Linked DNA regions of Sus scrofa: region 2 is linked to region 1. The links are chromatin contacts, called in public Hi-C maps. All regions are on one chromosome and are shown on one strand. Each heading gives the region's core, a stretch centred on a gene start, on an enhancer-like site or on the middle of the called end of the contact. The rest is flanking DNA. Distances are from core to core; before and after follow the strand shown. Region 1 has its middle 130 kb from the start of RYBP. Region 2 has its middle 45 kb from the start of RYBP.

Region 1 (3,479 bases), core at 394-2,893:
CCCTAGACACAGGCAGGTCAGAGGGCTCTGTGCTGGTGAGAGTGTCCACTCCCAGCCCTGCAGCCACCCCAGGCTTCCCCTGCTGCCAGCCCATCCTTGGAGGCATGCAGGAAAAAGAAACACACAGGCTGCTGCAGAAAATACTCTCCATGACGGGCCACAGAAGCATCTTCCACTCCCCAGGCTCTTCTTACCAGGAAATCTGGCTCTACCATTGTCACCCTGGGGGCCACAGGCTGTCAGGACGCCACCCTCAAGGGGGGTGTTTACAACCCGCCCCCTGAGCTGGGCACACTCTTGTTCTGCCTCCACCAATTGGTAGGGCAAGCACGAGTCAGGGCTAGATGGGAAAGGTGATTCAGCCTCCTCCAGGTCCTCCTTTTCGAGACCCTTGTTCTGAGGGCCAGTTGCCAGACAGTCAGGAAGCAGGGGCCCTGGAGAGACTGTGTGCTGATGTTCCAGCCAGCAGCCCTGGGCTCTGCCTCAGCCCACAGCCAGATCTACTGCAGGCAGTTAGGTGAAAGGACCTCCAGCTTATTCCAGCCCCAGCCACCACCGACTGGAAGGCAGGAAAGACATGAGGGAGAACAGCTGCGCCAACCCAGCCAGCCAGGACTGCGAGACATCACAATGACACGATTGTAACTTCACACCATACACTTTAGGTAGTTCCTTTTCCTTTTAAGGGCCGCACTCAAGGCATATGGAGGTTTCTAGACTAGTTGCCGAATTGGAGCTACACCACAGCCATGGCATGGGATCCAAGCCACATCTGCAACCTACACCACAGCTCACAGCAATGCCAGATCCTCAACCTACTGAGTGAAGCCAGGAGTCCAAATGAATCCTCATAGATATTATTTGGGTTTGTTATCGCTGAGCCACAAAGGGAACTCGCTGTAGGTAGTTCTTTACAGCAACAGAAAACTGGTATACTAGTCCCAAACATGGGCTCAAGGCCTTTGGGAGATGGAATTCTGGGGGCCTCAGGACCCAGGTGCTGGTCCAAGAGAGGGAAAATCCGGGTGGGCTGGCCCCCTGGCCCAGAAGACCCTCCTCTTCTTCCCAGGAAGGGGGACAGCTGGAGGTGGCTCTCTCAAGTGTGGGGCCAGCAGGACCCCGACTAACTGGATGTAAGTGTACCACTGCCCCCCAGGTACCCAGCCCAAAGATGGCTTGAGGCTGACCCTCCAAGACTGTGGGCTTTGAGCTGAATTCTCAGTCCTGCCTTCCCCATGGAGAAAGCAGAGGTCTGGCCAGGAGAACAAGCCGGGCTCTGCAGTAAGAGCGAGTGATCAGCCGAAGCTGCATTTGACTTGGCTCCCGCTGTGTTTTTTTAAGAAAAGGAATGTGTTGCCAACATTTAAAAATTGGAATACTTCAAATAAAAACCTGTAGATGTATAAACATGTATTTTCCCTCCTGATTACAGAAACAAACATGCCAAGATTTTCTCTTGAAAATCAGACAAGCTGGCCCCACTGGGCCTACATTGCCTTGTGACAACAGCTAACTAGAGCTGAGAATTAGGGGTTTCCTCTCCAGGGTACCCTAGTCCCCACCTCTCCCTAATGCCTTGTACTTACCAGGCTTCACTCATTACACTAAAATTCCTGGCCCCTGTAGACACTGATCCTTGGACTCCCCAAGGTCATATGCTCAGCTGGCTACTCAGGTCCATCAGTTACTAGCTGTGTGCTCTTGGGCAAACTACTTACTCTTTTCTGCTTCTGTCTTCTGGCTTATAAAACTATAATACCTCTGCCTTAAAAAACTGCGGTGAGAACTAAAATGCATGGCAAAGACTTACCCTAGATTCTGACATATACCAAGAACTTTATCAATGATTGTTATTGTAATCACTAGAGTTATTTTTGTTATTTGAGTCTGTGGGCCTGATTCCTGCCCAGCATCTCCATGGCTCCCACTCAGCCCACACAAGCAGTCGCTTAACACCCCCCTCTGCCATTCCATCCCCTGGTTCCAGGAAAGCCATGGGGACAGGAAGCAGCCATGAGCTTCAGCCTTGCCTTCAAATGTAAATATTAGTGTTGGCCCAGCCTGGAGGTGCTGCATGCAAAAAAGCGAGCATGCGGGAGCCCCAGGCAGCACCTCTGCCCAAGGCTGCCAGGCACAGGGACTACCCCAGCCCAAACTTCCAACCCTACAGGTAGCTTACAGGAGGTCAGGACTGGGGAGAACTTAGGGGGCAACATTTGCACCCCCACTCAGTGTCAGTCCCTACCAGGCCTGGGGTCTCTTACTGCAGGGGAACAGAAGCTGATGGTGGGGTCCAGAACCCTGGCTTTGACATTGATCACCCCAAAGCGGGCAACACAAGAGCAAAGGCTTCCCTCAGGAGGGGCAAGTCCATAAGGGAGGCAATTGGCTTCCGCAACTCAAGCTGAGTGATTTGCTTCACCTGCAAGGTTCCGGTGATTTTAGGCAAAAGCAAGCAAACCAAAAGCCATGCATCAGACTGCTGACCACAACCAGAGCCCTGCCATGACTACTTTAAACTACTGAGTGTGGGCAGGGAGGGCTGCTGTCACAGCTGGGATTCTTAAGAGGCTCAGAGACTAAGGCACAGCTGTGTTCTTCTAGCTTCCCCATCATCAGCATGACCTCAGCACATTTCCCGAGGGCCAGGCCAAGGCAGCTATAGTTACAAAAGTGGGTAACCTTAGAGTCAGTCAGGCCTGGGTTTGCATCCCAGCTCTGCCCTTTACCAGCTGTGCGATCTTGGTAACACTCTTAACATCTCTGTCCCTCAGTTTATTCATGTGTAAAACGGTGTCAAGGGACCTTACTTCATAAGGTTGTTTTGCGGATGAAATGAGATCCCACCCTCCTTCCCCACTGCAGAGGGGAGAGTGAGTCTGGTCCAGAGGCAAATGCTGTGTGATACCAGCTGGGCAGGGCTTTGTGCCTGACGCTCCCGAGTCGCTGACCAGCCTGCAGACGATCAGCTCTGCTTCCACACTGGTTTAATCTCTGGCCACCTCCTGCCCTATCACAGCAGCTGAATCAGCTATCTACAATGGAATACATGGCAACAGTTGGAAAAGGAACAAGGTTTTCCTCTAAGGTCTGGTGTGGAAAGATGAAGCAGCTCCCTCTGGATGGGCTCGTGGACATCCAGGATGGTTGAGGAGTATGGTTTTCTCAGGTCACTTATTCTTTCCCTGAGGTGGACATGGACAGGCACTGAAGGCAGATACTCTGATGCCCATCACCTCGGCTAGGCATATGAACACCCTCATGGCTCCAACCCCCTACGTGAAGCCACACCCACCTCCACCACCCCTAACTCCAACAACCACATTTACCACAAATAACCACAGACACAGTCATCTCTGCTGGAGAAAAACTCCTTCTCCTCTGAATTCACTGCCAAGTCGGGCAAGCACTGCAACTCAACAGAATTATCAGCACCAGGCTAACAGTGAGAGATGGACCAAGAGGCCAATGGGGACAGC
Region 2 (3,398 bases), core at 717-3,216, 180 kb after region 1:
GAGCAGCCTTTTCATATGTGAGAACTAAAACAATACAAATGAAGGGTAGAAGGACTAAATATACTGAGGCTTTTTGTTTTTGTTTTCGTTTTTTTTGTCTTTTTAGGGCTGTAGCCACAGCATATGGAGATTCCCACATTAGGGGTCGAATATTGGAGCCGTAGCCGCCAGCCCACACCAGAGCCACAGCAACGCCAGATCCTCAATCCACTGAGCAAGGCCAGGGATCGAACTAGCATCCTCATGAATACTAGTCAGGTTCATTAACCACTGAGCCATGATGGGAATTCCATACTAAGTGTATTTTGCTGCAAGAGAATACGATAGAGCAAGGAAAGAAGAGCAGACTTCTACTCTGTCTCTGACACCACAGGGATGAGGTGTCAGAGACAGAATGTTAAGCAAAGGAAACTGGACAGAGCAACAAAACTACATGCTATAGTTGTTTATAGTTGTTTATTGCTCAAGAACTGGCAAACCTCATCTGTGGGCAAGAGTATTGACTGTGAAGATGACAAGAGAGCCTTGAGGGTGGGTAGGGGTGGGGTGGCTCCCTCCTCTTCCTCACCTCCCCGGGTCTGGCCCCTTATTTGCACAAACCAGCAACAAAACCAAAGCCCTGGAGGTAATAGAAATCTGCTCCTGTGGTAAGCAGTCTAACCAAAGGTATTGGGTCTCAAGGGTGCTGCTACCTTGAGGTCTCACCCACTGATGCCACACCCCTGCATCCCGACCCACCACCAGAGCAGGTCCCATCCTTATCCTTGGGTCAGGGATCCTGTATATTTTAGTTTCCCCCTTGACACTGTTTTCTTGCTGCTGCCCACCTCTAGAGCTGTGCCAGAAGACTTACCACCCCAGGGAAGGAGAAAGATCTTTTCGAATAAATAGGCCTTGATCAGCACTGGTCTCTAAGCTGATGTTCTTGATCTGTGTGGGGACAATGGCCTTGAAAGCAAGGATCTTTTAGAGGACAGGTATTTCTCAACTACTTGGTTCCTTTCCCCCCCCCCATTTTATAGCCACACTTGTGGTAAATGGAAGTGCCCAGGCTAAGGATGGAATCCAAGCTGCAGCTACCGGCCTACATGACAGCCACAGCATCTTGGGATCTGAGCTGCACCTGTGTGTAGCAATGCCAAATCCTTAACCCACTGAGCAAGGCCAGGGATCAAACTCGCATCCTCATGGAAACTATGTTGGGTTCTTAACCTGCTGAGCCACAATAGGAACTCCTAGTTCCTTTCTCACTAAGTCAAGTTTAGGGCTCTATATAGGGCTTTGCAGCTACTGTGCCTCTGCAGGCCCCAAGAGACTTGGTCCCATCTGCTCTCAGAACAGCCTGGCAGGATCTGGGCAGCTAGGTACCCCACTAATCCTCTAGAGCCATCCCCAGGGATTCCAGATCCCCTCCAAGATCACACACACACACACAATTTTCTGTGTGATGTGTGGTACCACAGGGAAAAGGTGGAGAGGTATGGCTTTTAATCACTGAGTTTTGTTATTCCCAGTAATGCCCCAAGCCTGTTTAGGCTATCCTGGGAGGGTGGTGGGAAGGAAGGGGAGCTTGCAGACTATTGATAAAGTCAAATGTCTCTAGGGAGAGGAGATTTAGAAACACCCAGAAAATGATGGGGAAAATGTAAGACTACCCAGGGTAAGTGGATCACATCCAGGGCACAGGGCAAGGAAGTCTTGCCAGCCCCTGGGGGTGGGGATCTGCTTCTAGCTTAAAGCCATGTGTCTCTGGGGCCAGAAGCAATGGTGTACAGGTGGTTATCTAGAGGATTGTATAGGAAGGAAGATGCTTGGACCCTCTGTGGCCTGTACCAGTAATATAGGAGATCTAGAATCTTCCGTGGGCCTCATATGGGATCAGGGAGGTGCCAAAAGAGCTTGGAACCAGCTCTAGCCTGTGAGCAGGACCAACAAGCCACCACAAGCAAAGCATGCCAAGCCAAGAGCCAATAACCTGGACCCTGGGCACTGGCCAAGTTCTGTCCTGGCTCATGGAATGCCTTTGTGCAAACTGGAAAGAGTTTCATTCTTCTGACACACACAGCCCCACCTGCTCATGGCTCTCCTAGGAAAGCCCTGGCCAGATTTCAGCCCTTCTGTGGGTGCACTTGTGTAAGGCTTAACCCCCATACCCATGAGAGATGGCTCCAGTACTAGAACATTGCTCCAAAGGTGGGAAAATAGTCCCTTCATGGCCTCTTAGTGCAGGTAGCACTTCAGACCAATCATTCTTGAAAGGATCTTCTCCCACTTTCTACTGGTCCCTCAGATGCCCATGTTTTCACCTTAAGTGATGAGGGGGGATTTGGCAATGATGGGGATGGGGAGATGGGGCTTGGAACTCTGGCTGCACTCCCCCCTCTGCTCAGACATGTCACCACTGAGCAATCTCGGAGACTGTTTTTGTTTTTGTTTTTGTTTTAATTTGTTTTCTTTTTTGGCCACCTCACAGCTCATGGAGTTCCCAGGCCAGGGATCAGATCCAAACCATAGCTGTGACCTAAGCTGAAGCTTCAGCAACACTGGATCCTTAACCCACTGTGCCAGGCTGGGGATCAAAACTGCATCCTAGTGCTCCCTGGACACCACTGATCCCATTGCGCCACAGTGAGAACTGCTCAGAGACTGTTTAAATTACCAGTCTGGAAACCAGCTATAATGGAAAAAAATAAAAATCATTATAAAATAAATAAATAAATTACCAGCCTGGCATAAAATCATATTTTCCCTCTTGACGCTTTAGCTGGGTGGAGATGTGCAAGGAAAAATATCTATTATAGCAAAATAAAGAAGCTACTCTTTTTTTTTTTTTTTTTTTTTTTTTTTTGGTACATCCAAGCATTAGGCAAGTAAAACTGCAAGTCTCCTAAACAATTTTTTCTCTCTTATTACATTTTCAGAGAGGTGTTGGCACCTCTTAGGGGTGGGGTAACTGAATGATATCTTTTTACCTAAAACCATCCTGGATTTTACTGATTCCCAGGATCATTACTAATAGCACCACTTTTCTTTCCTTCCTTCCTTCCTTCCTTCCTTCCTTCCTTCCTTCCTTCCTTCCTTCCTTCCTTCCTTCCTTTCTTTCTTTTTGCCAAACCTGCAGCATATGGAAGTTCCCAGGTTAGGGGTTGAATTGGAGCTGCAGCTGCCAGCCTACACCACAGCCACAGCCACACAGGATCCCAGCCGCATCTGTGACCTACACGGCACATCACAGCAATGCCAGATCCCTGACCCACTGAGTGAGGCCAGGGATCAAACCCACAGCCTCATAAATATTCGTCGGTTTCACACTGCGCCACAACAGGAACTCCCCTCTTTTCTTTTCTTCTTTGGCTGCTCCTGTGGACGTGGAAGTTCCCAGGCCAGGAATTTAACCC

The links. Hi-C and Micro-C count contacts between places; a contact is called where the count stands out from the background.
Region 2: a contact with region 1 is called in a Hi-C map of liver, with 1.5 times the contacts expected there. The contact joins two enhancer-like sites. A contact is called at or near these places in 2 of 47 Hi-C or Micro-C datasets (both in liver) and 1 of 2 datasets of contacts at active chromatin or transcription factors (skeletal muscle).

The regions. Positions count from the first base shown.
Region 1 is chr13:53,676,213-53,679,691 of Sscrofa11.1, forward strand. No RefSeq gene overlaps it. Among named protein-coding and RNA genes, the nearest start is that of RYBP, 130 kb to the right of the region's middle. Within about 2 kb of position 1,644, at least 5 of the 83 cell types and tissues checked have an H3K27ac peak or open chromatin away from gene starts, as enhancers often do. A contact at or near this core is called in liver, where this site is marked.
Region 2 is chr13:53,852,850-53,856,247 of Sscrofa11.1, forward strand. No RefSeq gene overlaps it. Among named protein-coding and RNA genes, the nearest start is that of RYBP, 45 kb to the left of the region's middle. Within about 2 kb of position 1,967, at least 3 of the 83 cell types and tissues checked have an H3K27ac peak or open chromatin away from gene starts, as enhancers often do. A contact at or near this core is called in liver, where this site is marked.